Regions from separate parts of the Sus scrofa genome. Here region 1 is linked to region 2. Evidence: chromatin contacts called from public Hi-C data. All regions are on one chromosome and are shown on one strand. Each heading gives the region's core, a stretch centred on a gene start, on an enhancer-like site or on the middle of the called end of the contact. The rest is flanking DNA. Distances are from core to core; before and after follow the strand shown. Region 1 has its middle 33 kb from the start of RTCA. Region 2 holds the start of CDC14A (dual specificity protein phosphatase CDC14A).

Region 1 (5,999 bases), core at 2,013-4,512, 38 kb before region 2:
ATTTATCTGTTGTTGCATAACAGGTTGCTTCACAACCTAGCAGCTTAAAACAACAAACATTTCACAGTTTCTGTTGGTCAAGAATACAGGACCAGCTTAGCTGGGTGGTGCTGGCTCATGGCATCTCTTGAAGTTGCAGTGGAGTCCCACTGGGTGGAGCTACAGTCATCTCTAGCCTTGAATGGGCTTGAAGAATCCACTTCCTACCTCACTCATAGTTGTTGGCAGGCTGTATTCAGTTCCTTCCAGGCTGATAAACTCGCCCTTTTGTAGGGCTTCTCACAGCAAGGCAGCTAAGAGAGAGAGCCCAAAGTGGAAACCAGTCTTTATAACTTAATCGCAAGTGATATTCCATTATTTCTGCCTTATTCTGTTAACTAGGAGGAAGCACTAGTCCAGTTCATACCCAAGGGGGTGAGATGACTCAAGGCTTGAGCAGCAGGAGTGGGGATCATTGGGAACCATTTTAGAGGCTGGCTACAACAGAAGCACAGACCTAGTGGATTTTGGAATAGGTAGCTCTTCTTTTCAGAAACAGCTCTTGGTTTGCTCCTGGATCCTGATAGAGACAAACTTTGATCTGGGACATCTAGAGACCAGATGACTTGAGTATCCCCTGATGAACTGGATGTTTTCTCATCCACCAAGATATTAGATCGGTTGAAGGTATCAGCAATCCAACATGAGGTGGAAATGATGTGAGTAAGATTAAGTGGAAGCAACTCCTGAAGTCATAAGTATCTGACTGAGGAAGAAAAAGCCACGGCCTAGTTCGTCGATGGTTTTCCCAGTGTGTTGGCACCGCCTGGAAGATGGCTGCAGCATTACAGCCATGCCCAGGGATGGGCCTGTGAGGTGGTTGTGATGAAAAATCCTCTCAGTGAGTAGAACCTTGAGCATTTTGTCCACTCTGTCTGGATTGAGAGATGGTCAGAGTGCAAATTTGCTGATTCATAGGCAGTGACTGGCAGTTTGTCTGAAAGTTGGGGACTTGAAAGAAAAACAGTTTGGGGAGTTCCTTTTGTGGCTTAGTTCAGTTTCCTGACTAAGGAAGAATTACTTGGAATTATGAGGACACGGGTTTAATCCCTGGCCTCAATCAGTGGGTTAAGGATCCAGCGTTGCTGTGAGCTTTGGTATAGGTCGCAGGCGAGGCTCAGATCTCATGGCTCTGGCTGTGGCATAGGCCGGCAGCTGCAGCTCTGATTCAACCCCTAGCCTGGAAACCTCCATATGCCACAGGTGCGGCCCTAAAAAGCAAAGGAAAAAAAAAAGAAGAAAGAAAGAAAAGTAAAGAAAAAGAAAAGCAGTTTTGTCAGATTGGTGACAGAAGATGGGGAAGAGGTATGTGGGTGAAACTTGCAGAATGAACATAGAGTTTGAAAAAAATGTACATCTCACAACACCGCAGAAGGCATCCATGTAGAGGATACTTGCAGTAAACAAGTGGACAGAAGTAAACTGCTCTGTGGTTTGCCAGTCAGCCTCCTCTGCAGTTACCTTCATGCTTGCTCAGCGGCCACAGTGGTGGGAGTGAGGGGGCCTGTGCAGGCCCAGCAGCACGGCCCTCCCTCTCCCAGGCTGATCTGGGTGTTCTTACTGCTGAGCGCCTGGCCTGCCCACAGCAGAGACTGGCGCTGGCCCCTCTACATAGCACTTTTCCCTCAACAAGACGGGAAGAATACCTCATGGCAGGTTGGTCACCATGGAGGAGGCAGCAGGTGTCCTCCCTGGAAAGAACCTGAGGGTATAGATTTGCCTTCCCTGAGTACAGTGCTTCTGTCAGTGTGACTGCTTGTACTAACGCAGGTTTGACCCAATGTTACTTCTAAGGCACGTATTTCTAAGTCATCCTTATGTTAGGCAAAGGCAGCTTTCTTGGGAAAAAATGTAGGAAGGTATATATCAAAATGTTAAAAGTAGCTGTCTAATGGGAATTGCTATTTCTTTCCATTTTCCTCTATTTTCCACATTATCATGTATCTGGAATACATTAAATCATGAAGGTAATTGAACATAGTTTTTAAACTACACTCCTAAAAAAGTTCAGTTTCCTGACTAAGGAAGAATTACTTGGCTACTCTATTTTAATCATAATTTCAGTTCTGTTATTTTCAGGCAAAGACTGTTGCAATCTCAATGACATTTCTGTGTAATCTCAGTGGTTCTCAAACTTCAGTGTTTATAAGCCTCCGGAGGCTTATAAAGATGAAAACTCCCAGTCCACCGCTCCTACCTGGAAATATTAATTCTGAGTGGGACACAGGAATCTGTATATTTTCAAAAGGAGCCCACGTGGGTGACCCCTGTTGAGATGGAACTACTCCTGGAGGCTCCAGGGCTGGGGAAAAGCTAGAAAGAATTCAGTTAAGACTCTGGGGGAAAAACAAGTGCAAGTTGTTATTTTGTTTACAGTAGTATCAGATTCCAGAAACCCAAGTAGAAGGACAACCCAGAATCCTTTTTGCCCTTGCTTAGCACTGATTCAGAATGTGGCGCGTCACTGCACTCACATTACCCATCTAGGTATGCAGAACAGTCTCTGTCTGCAAGACAAAGGCTACACCACATAATGGGTGCTGGTATCAGATTGCTCTTTTAGAACCCTATCACAGCTGCCTCCGAAGCCAGAGGAGACATCCGTTTGAATACTAACTTCATCATTTATTAGTTGTTGACTTTAGGTGAATTAACTAAGCCCTGGGAGCCTTGAATTTTTCATGGGAAAAGTATTCTTAAGCTTTTACAGAGTGTGACTTCTGTTGAAATACTTAATCATTGTAGAGCTCAGTTTGTTTATAAAATAAAGAGGACTGGAATCTGATATTCTTTCCAGCTCTAAAATTCTTTGTATGTTTTATTAGGATCCTATTTTTATTATAAACTAAGTGAAAACATTCAGATACTTGTACAAAACATAAAAAAAAAATCACAATATTGAGATAAACATCATTAAAATAATTCTGCTTCCTGGGGCAGAACATTTTTTAGTCATCAGTATATTCCTAAGTAGAATAATGATAGATAAAGCAGTCATTACTTCAGGTGAAATGAGACTGCATGGTGAAGCCTCAGGGTCTCCTGAATTACAGGCTATCTTTGTACCTGCCCCATAAGTGCTGTCTTATCAGACAAATACTGCGAATGTCCTCATGGCCTTTTTGTCATAAAAGGGTCCGGTGATGAGAACCTGTAGGTTTGTCACACTGCCTCTGATGTTACCAGCTCCATGGTGGGGTGTATGAGAGTGGATGACGTTAAATTCCCAAGGAGCCTTTGAGCTAAATGAGTCACTCCTGATGTGACTCATTTCCCTCCTCTCTGCACCAGAGAACACAAAGGGGAAAGAAAGATTTTCCTACCAAAGGCCAGGAGTCCAGAATCCTGCCTTTCCCCGCTTTCTCTCACTTTCCTGGCACCCCCCCTTTACTCCAGCGTGCACTGTCTAGGTTTATGTGGACAAATGACCTCTGTTGCACAGTGGGGATTCTGAGGCATAAACACTTTTGGTTTTTTTTGGAATGTACGATTTATTGAGCATGTAGTATGTGCAACCCCTTACCGCAGTTGAATTATTCATAAACTCTTTGACTTAAAGGGACAATGTTCTCATTTTATCTTTACCATCAGACTAGGTAATGGATAATTGATTTTTAATTTTTTTTTCTTTTTCGCTGCACATGTGGCATGTAGATATTCCTGAGCCAAGGATTGAACCTATGCCATAGCAGTGTCTGACCCAAGAAGCTGCAGTGACGCCAGCCCCTTAACCCATTGTGCCGCAAGGGAACTCCCAAACTCCCTTGAGATTTTTTTTCTCAAGTGCACTTCATATCATTCTGTTGGTTTACATAGTTATTAAATCTCCTAGGTATGCACACTTGCCAAGCCGACCTGCAGGTTTAAAGTACTGAACAGATATTCTTCCTGGCATTGCACCTAGCTCTTAGGTCTCCGTAAGGACCTCACCCTTGGGAGTATCGTTACTCTGGTGGCCTTTCCCCCCTTCCGTACTCTGGCTCTTTCTGTTCCCCGAAGGACTTTCCCTCACCCTGACATCACTGAATCAAGGAGAAATGGAGTCGGTAGGTATACCAGGTTCAGGGAAGCCAGTGAAAAGGCCAGGAATAAAGCACAAGAGCAATCAGGAGGGCCGCTCAAGTCATCCAGTAGCAAAAAGTTCGTGAGAGTCAGGGGTCATAGAGAAGTGATAGGTCAAACCAGGAGAGCACTCCGGAAACCCAAAGCAGATGCAGAGCCCCACAGACAAGCCCTCGAAACTAAGCCGAAGTCTGTGTAGAAAGGAAGCACCTTGTAGTGTTCTCCTTTTGCTGTCTTGCAGGATTCCTGTTGTGTGAGGCACTCCGGCGACTTACTTTCGCAGACAAGCTGGTCCTGTGCAGGGTTGAAAAACTCACCTTCCCTCCTCAGAAAGAACTCGATTCCATCCTGTGTGTGATTTAGATCTATGCCCCGGCTTTTGATAAAAGCTGCCCTGATTTTTCTTCTTTAATTTGGCTTGCTTATAGCTTTTCTTTTCCTGCTCTAAATGAGGGTGCTTTTCTGTCACTCTTATATTATTCATAAAGATCCTAGATAATCTATTTTCTCCTTGCCTCATTTCTTTTTCTATCAAATAGTGATATTCTTTGGATTCTTCCTTTGCAGTTTCTCTTCTTATTTACCTCCTTTGTAGGTGACCAGCTGTCACACTTTTCTACTCTGTGTGTGTGTTTTATTCTCTTAGAATTTCCACCTTTCTCTTGCAGGTGTCTCTTAGCTCATCTCAGCTGAAGTCACTGTTTTTTTCTCATTAACAGTCGTCTTTAAAATGATTATCTCTTAGGAATTCTCTTGGCTCAAATACATCTTTAGCATTTTCATTGTAGCTGCCAACTTGATAAAAGTTTCATTGTCGGAGTTCCCGTCGTGGCTCAGTGGTTAACGAATCCAACTAGGAACCATGAAGTTGTGGGTTTAATACCTGGCCTTGCTCAGTGGGTTAAGGATCCGGTGTTGCTGTGAGCTGTGGTGTAGATTGCAGACGCGGCTTGGATCCTGTGTTGCTGTGGCTCTGGTGTAGGCCGGTGGTTACAGCTCCAATTGGACCCCTAGCCTGGGAGCCTCCATATGCCGCCGGAGCGGCCCAAGAAACAGCAAAAAGACAAAAAAAAAAAAAAAGTTTCATTGTCTCGCATTGAAACAGTGTATATCAAATGGATGTTTTATACAAGAATTTATTTTTTTTCAATTAAATGATTACTTAATATATTAATCATATTCATATTATAAAATATAAGCATATTCAGGATCATCTGGGTACCCACTCTGTGGCTAAATACTGCTTCAAAATTTCAGTATTCACAGTTCCACATATAATTGCACAGGCACCAAAAGGAACAGGGGTAGACTTAACATATAAGTGAAACATCTGAACAAAGTAGAGGCTGAATGATGTCATGGTGTATTGAACAGATGAATATTTTTCAGTGATTGAAATACAGAGAGCTCAGAACACTGTAAATCAGCTATAATAAATTTTTTTTTTTTTTTGTCTTTTTGCCATTTCTAGGGCCGCTCCCACAGCATATGGAGGTTCCCAGGCTAGGGGTTGAATCGGAGCTGCAGCCACCAGCCTGTGCCAGAGCCACAGCAACACGGGATCTGTGCCATGACTGCAGCCTACACCACAGCTCACGGCAATGCCGGATCGTTAACCCACTGAGCAAGGGCAGGGACCGAACCTGCAACTGCATGGTTCTTAGTCGGATTTGTTAACCACTGCACCACGACGGGAACTCCATAAATTTTTTTTTAAAGTACAGAGAACTGATGGGAAAAGCGAGTCACCACAGCCAAAGTAAAGCCAACATATATTTGAACAATTAATGTTATGCCTTGCTTAAACCAAATCGCATCATAAACTAATGTTATTAATTTGAATGACTGCTATTAATTCTCTCTTGGATTTGATTGTAATTAATTTATAACATTTTAAA
Region 2 (6,409 bases), core at 2,118-4,617:
CTGAAAATCAATTTTTAGAAAGAATTCAAGGTATGTATTGTATATTTTTCTTTTATTTACTTAGGTAACATCATCATGACTGAACAAGCAACTAAAAGAGCATGTTCAAATCAGATATTCTGAGAAAGGATAATAGTAAAAGAAGGGAATATGTAAATATCACACCTGTTAGGCCTCTGACTATCCTCAGCAACTTTTTCTTTCCCCTCTTCCAACATGAGAATATTTTTTCTTCTTCTTTTTTTTTTTTTTGCAGGTAAATCATAAAACTTAGTTCTTTTATGTTTTTCATTGCTTTTGTTCCCATCCGAATCTGCATTAGTGCTTTTTTTCCAGATCACAGAACTAGTCCCACCCAGTCACCACTGGCCTGCATTCAGTTCCAGTAAGCACTCTGTGTGGGATATAGAAAGCTTGGAAAAGGGAAGTTACTGGATCGCAAGGGGACTAGAAGTCACGTCATGTAAGAAATTTTGAAGAAAAGGGGATTTTAATCGGGGGAAGACTAAGGGGGAGAAATGGTCCAAAGGAGCTGCCTCTGCGTTTTTGAAGACTTGTCGTGACCAAGAGCAGTCGGGGTGTTCAGTGCAGCCGCAGGGCGCAGAATTAGAACCAGAAGGTGGCAACATATTTTGGAGCTGCCTCCAGCCGGGAGTTTTCCAGCTCTGCAGACTGCCTCTCAGGGCATAGGGGGCAGGACTCAAGCTATATTTGCAGAGTTAGAATAAATATTGTTTTCCCACTTGGGACAGTTCTATCCTTAGCTGCATTCCTATGTATGAGATTCCCTTCCCATTCTGAAGGTGAGTGATATCTGAGGTATTTCATTTATGTGTGAAACATTGTTCTTTATTGTTTAAAAGTCAGTTCCTAAAAATTACACTGAGTTGGGTGACTGGAAAGAAGTTTCTTCCCTTATCTTTCTCCACAGACTATGAAATCATGCCTTTATTATGAAACTACAACCAGTAGGAACTTTGCCTGCATGAGAGAGAGAATAAAGTGTTTTATGATCTCATTAGAACCTTGACATGTGTTCGTGCGTTCCCTTGTTCAGTTTTCCTTGTAGACTTTTTAAAGAATATCATTTAGATTGTGCAAATTTTGGTTTAGAGAGATTTGATTATACCGACAACCGCTTATTTTCCTTTCTTGCAACTTAAAAAAAGAATCTTATTAACTTCACAAATTTCATTATACTACTATTACAAATATGCTGAGGAAAAAGAAACTTTTTTGAGTTCTTAATTTTAAAGACATATTATTTCATGTGATAATTCACTTCTCATGACCAAAATTTCTAAGCAGTATTATATGAAAGAAAATGTTTTTGTAAATTTATTTTGGAAAATAACAAGAGGTGTTTGATTAAATCTGCCTTCTCTGAAAATGTAGAATTAGCGGTCTTTTCATTAGACTACTTAGTAAAATTAAAAGTTTGTGTTGAATGACTTTTTTTTGGATGCAATTTTTCTAACACAACACTAGGATGAAAGGTTGTTAGGAACTTTTAAAAGTGAATTTAGATTCTACATGAATTTTAATCATCAAATTTGGAAATAGAGTGCCATTATTGAATTAATTTAGCTTTCTAAGCAAAGTGGGCAAGTTTATTTAGACGTTCATATATTTTGCTTTTCCGTAAGTTTCACATATAAAATCGTAGAACTTTTCAACAAAGTATGAATTGGCCAACATGCTTGTTGACACAAGGCTTTGGGGGAATATAACGCAAAATTCAACTAATCGTTGAATATGGACAACACATTTAGCAGAGCTTGGTTCTTTAGAATTTGTTGGCTGTGGCTGGGGGCTGCATCTCAGAGTGGAACACTTACTACAACTCATCTTTTGACGACTTACACGGTTTTAAAAACTGTCTTGAGATATTCTTTTTCTCGTGGGAAGATTTAGGGGATGATGGCAGGAGGTCGTCTTCAGTGATTCTTCCAGCTTTAAGTTTATGTGGTTCTTGCCTTAGCGTTTAAAGCTTTGGGTGTTAGGATAGGTTTTTCTTTTAACTACCTTACATAGGTTTGTTTGATTAGAATCACTGAGATGTTCCGCATATTTTTTTCGGAATATCTAAATGATATTCATTCATCATTTTCTGTGGAGGTTTAGCTTTCTGGATAGTCTAGCAGGCTAAGACCAGAGGGTTGAACTTTACTCGGCGGCGTCAGAGCGCGGCTTCAGGCGGTCGACTCTTGCGCGCCCCCTCCCTCCAAGAGGTAAACAAGTGACTGCGAAACGGAAGGCTGGCACAATCCTGTTCTGTTGCTGGAGACTCCACTGAGAGCGCATGCTCTTCCGATGATGGGTCTGTAGCGCCATTTTCATATGGAAGGGACTGCCCTCTAATTAGGCACGCCGGTAGGACACCCAGCGATAGTTGTTAAAGCTGTGCGAGAGGCCTCGCAGAAACAAGTCAAGGGCTTCTTTGAGATGAACCACTCCCTGCAGCGCTTCGGCTGAGACTGCGTAAAGAAATTCTTTTGTGTTACTTTCCCCCGTGGAGGCCCTCTCCCGGGTTCGCTCCCTCTCCCACTTCCCCCCACACCCGGCTGGCCTTGCTCCTCCGCCCCGCCCCCGCCTGGGACCAGTGCACTATAAAGGTTAGGCATTTGTGATGATTTTGCGCCGACAGTGGCGACCCAAATGAGAGGACTTGGGGAGCCGGATGGGAACGCTTTACCCCACGAGAACAAAGCACAAGTTAATTCAGAGTCCACTATGTGTAGAGGAAACCAGTAGGTGTTCTTCTAAGCTAGGAGGTAGGGCTTCTTTTTTAATTTTATTTTTATAAAGATAGAAATCCATCAGTGGTGGAGATGGAGGTTGGTTGAAATATTAACTATATAGGTAAAGTGGGGCTTGGAGACTTGAGATCTTTAAGTGTGAGGTTTGCGTGCGCGCGCATGCCAGAGTTTAGAACAAGGGTGAGTGGGGCGAGAGAGGTAAAGAATGAGAGAGACAAAGACGAAGAATCAGGAGTGGGAAGAAGACTTGGTGCAGAAAGCGAAGGGGCGCGGGCACATCCTTGCCTGCGAGGCAGCAGCAGCGCCCTCCGCGACCACTCCCAATCCACAGTTTCATTCATAAGTTTCTGGTCTAGAGGCCCCGCCCGGCTCCTCTGGGCCCAGGGCCGCGTTTCCCGTACAGCAATTGGTGGACGGCAACAAAGCCTTAGCAACCGGCTCTTAGTGACCCGCGGGGCGCCTGGTAACTGGGGCGCGGAGCCAGCGCGGAGAAAGGAGCGGGGCTGTCCCTTTAAGGGATGGCCGCGGAGCCGTGAAAGTGGAGGGGATTGAGGGAGGGCGGGGAGGAAGGTCTGGGGGCGGACCCAGGGGGAGGAGGAGGAAGAGTTGCTGCTGAAAGGAGGTGGCGAAGGAGGAGCCGGAGCAGCTGCTGCCAGCCGGCGGGCACCAGAGTCCTGCCCGCTGCCGCAAGAGTAGCCACGGGCGCGATCGGGGCCAGACGTCTTCTCCTCCATGATCACTCTGGGAGCCGGGGGAAGACTTTGCCCGGCCGTGAGAGCTGGTCTGCGTTTCCCAGGCGCGGCGGCGGCGGAGCAGCGAAAGCAGCCGGGTCCGAATCCGAGTGGCCACAGCCCGGGGCGTGTGCGCCCCGCTTGGAGCGTGCTCGGGTTCCCCACGGAATGTCCCCGGGGCGCCCGGCGCGCTGACCCCCTAGCCGCCTCCGCCTTCGGCGCCTGCTCCCTCTCTCTGGCGGGCTCGTTGTTCAGGACTGCAAGCTTCCTAGCTCCCGAGCAGTGGGGAAGCCCCCGGGGGCGGGTGACCTCAGCTGGCCACGACCCAGCCCTCCACCGTGCATATCTCGCTTAAGATGGCAGCGGAGTCAGGGGAACTAATCGGGGCTTGCGAGTTCATGAAAGGTGAGAAGCAGCTGCCCCGCATCCTCCACCCCTCCCTCTCCCCCAACTCTTCACTTCTCGGCTCTCTGTCCCAACCACTGTCCCCAGCTTCTCCTGGGGCCCCCAGGGTACAGCAGTTGCCGCGCGCGCTCTTGTCCCCTCCCGGTTCTATCCTCTCCCCGAGGACCCTCAGCTTCCGGCTTCTCTGTCTTTCTTGCGTCCCTGGTTCCCTCTGCAGCACCCTCGGAAGGCCTCCCCCGCCCGGGAATGGGACAGCGCCGGCCTCTGCCGGGCTCCTGCGTGCAGCGGCTCGTGGGGATTCTGCTCCGGGGGATCCTTTCCGTTGCATTTATCCCCCTATTGCTGGGCTCAGTTTTCGGGACACCTCCAACCACACCTCCCTTGTCCCTCCTCCCTTCCTCTTCTTGAAGTCTCCGGAGCTGCAGAGGAGAGGCTCGCCTCTCTCTTCTCCTTCCGCAGCTGCCGAGGTCTGGAGATTTCTGAACCCAACTTGCACCTCCAGTTCTACGGGTACCCTCAGCTTCTACCTGCTCCCGTTGGCCTGAAACAAGAGGGATGTGGGAGCTCTGCCCCCCAAGTAGTCCCTCAGTCAGATCCTCTTCTCTCTCCTCTAACGTGTGTGCTCTGGGGTCTCTCGTTTTCTGGGAGAGATCAGGTTTCTGCAAGAATCCCACGTGTTAATGGGGTCTTTAAATAATGGCTAGCAGTTATTTTGATCCTGGTGTATTAGCACCCGCCCCCCAGCTTCCCTGCTTCTCATGTTTTGTCCTGTCTTTTAAACTTGTCTTTCAGATCGGTTATATTTTGCTACTTTAAGGAATAGACCAAAAAGTACAGTAAATACCCACTATTTCTCCATCGATGAGGAGCTGGTCTATGAAAAGTAAGTTTCTTCCTTTTTTTTCCTCAACCATTTAGCTTGTGGGCTCTTTGCCTTGGAAACACTATACACCTTCATGGCAGTTTCATTCACCTTCCCCCAGTGGTGCAGGTAACAATACCACATTTTTAGGCTCAGATGCTTGGGGAGAGGTGCACGGAAAATTAACATAATTTGAACCTGTCATCACCCTGTTCCTTTTAGACCTCTGTCTATGTTAATTCTTCCTACCACCACAACAGACTGCAAGTGTAGATTCCTAACGCTCCCCAGAGCAGGACCGGGAGACGCACCCTCTGTCCCTGCCAGATTGTGTCATTGGCTTGTGCAATCAGTCATGGAGTATTTATGGAGCACCTGCTGAGTATAGGGCAGTGTGTGTCTTACAGGTGCTTCAACTTTGCAGTTCACAAGGCTTCTGTTGTATCCCAGGATGTTTTTGTTCGTGCAGCTCATATTTGGAAAGTGGGGCGCACTTAGCTGGAGGTAGCTGTATCCAAGTCCCATCTATGAGTAGGATTTTACTTGTGGGCTAAATTATTCAGTTGTTTTATTTGAGTGCCCCAAGCTTCAGAGTATTATATTTTTTGCCTTTGAGGAAGTGGTATTAGGACTGCTAATTTACTTTCTTTGGTTTCTTTGCCTCTGTGGGATTAGGATTTGAGAGTGTAAGATACAAGTAGGGAACTGTTTTCTGTGAAAGACTGTTGAGCTACAGGAAAAAGATATCCTATAGTGTAGTAACCTTTGAACCACAGGGAAAAGACATTATGTAGTATAGTACAAATTTAATTAAAAGAGAGCTAAATCTCTATTCAATAAAAGCAACATGTAATAAGGAATAAGAAGGCTGAATTAACTTGTTTGTGTCCTCTTATTAAAAGAGCTGGTGTCTGAGTAGTCCAGTATATTCTAACAAACATTTAATTTTACTTTCTTGTTGTCTTAACGAAATGTGCAGTTAAATGAGCATTGCTAAATGAACGAGAGTCACTCTAGCAAGCTTTCTGGGACTTGTCCTCTTCAGAGGCTTTCTGGCAGTTCTGCCTGAGGATTTGTGGGTACCACCAGGCATTGGAAGAGTGAGAGTATTCTTGACCTTCAAGAGCATATCTTTTATTTGAGGGAAAACAGTCTTTAATTGTCCCTTCATCGTGGGGATTCTTGAAACTGATGTCTTCAGGACATTTCTCTTAGTGGTGCTGGGAATGTTTCTTGAATGGCTGAAGTGAAAGTGAGAATGAAAGAGCCCTTTGCTGCTGCTCTTGAAAGCCCAGAGTTGGTACAGCCAGGAGGTCTGAATCCCTGGTGTCAGATTACAGCTCTGCTCCTAGACTGAAGGGAGTACTCGCTGGCTGCTCCCTGACCTTGTGTACCTGGATGATGTCACTGCCACCGCCAGCAGTGTTTATGGAGTGTTCATTCTCTTGTTGGGAATGCGCATTGTTGTGGCTTTATTTTTCTGAGTGTTAAGGTTTGGGGACCTCTCGTGAGTCTGAGGGTAGGGACTGTGTAGACGCCATTATGTTCAATTCTTCAGAGACATGCCAGAGGTTAAGGTGTCATTGAACAAGTTCCAGGCATTGAGGTCTAAGTTGCTTCTCTTGGGATTGCTAGATCTAGGAGAAAATTAC

Evidence for each region. Hi-C and Micro-C count contacts between places; a contact is called where the count stands out from the background.
Region 1: a contact with region 2 is called in a Hi-C map of embryonic fibroblasts, with 2.0 times the contacts expected there. The contact joins the enhancer-like site here to the promoter of CDC14A in region 2. A contact is called at or near these places in 1 of 5 promoter capture datasets (liver), 7 of 47 Hi-C or Micro-C datasets (embryonic fibroblasts, epiblast stem cells, fibroblasts and 1 more) and 2 of 2 datasets of contacts at active chromatin or transcription factors (alveolar macrophages and skeletal muscle).

The regions. Positions count from the first base shown.
Region 1 is chr4:117,839,529-117,845,527 of Sscrofa11.1, reverse strand. No RefSeq gene overlaps it. Among named protein-coding and RNA genes, the nearest start is that of RTCA, 33 kb to the left of the region's middle. Within about 2 kb of position 3,262, at least 24 of the 83 cell types and tissues checked have an H3K27ac peak or open chromatin away from gene starts, as enhancers often do. A contact at or near this core is called in alveolar macrophages, embryonic fibroblasts and epiblast stem cells, where this site is marked.
Region 2 is chr4:117,801,526-117,807,934 of Sscrofa11.1, reverse strand. CDC14A (dual specificity protein phosphatase CDC14A) reads left to right here and starts at 3,367. Exons shown (of 16, transcript XR_002343573.1): 1 at 3,367-3,895; 2 at 4,688-4,778.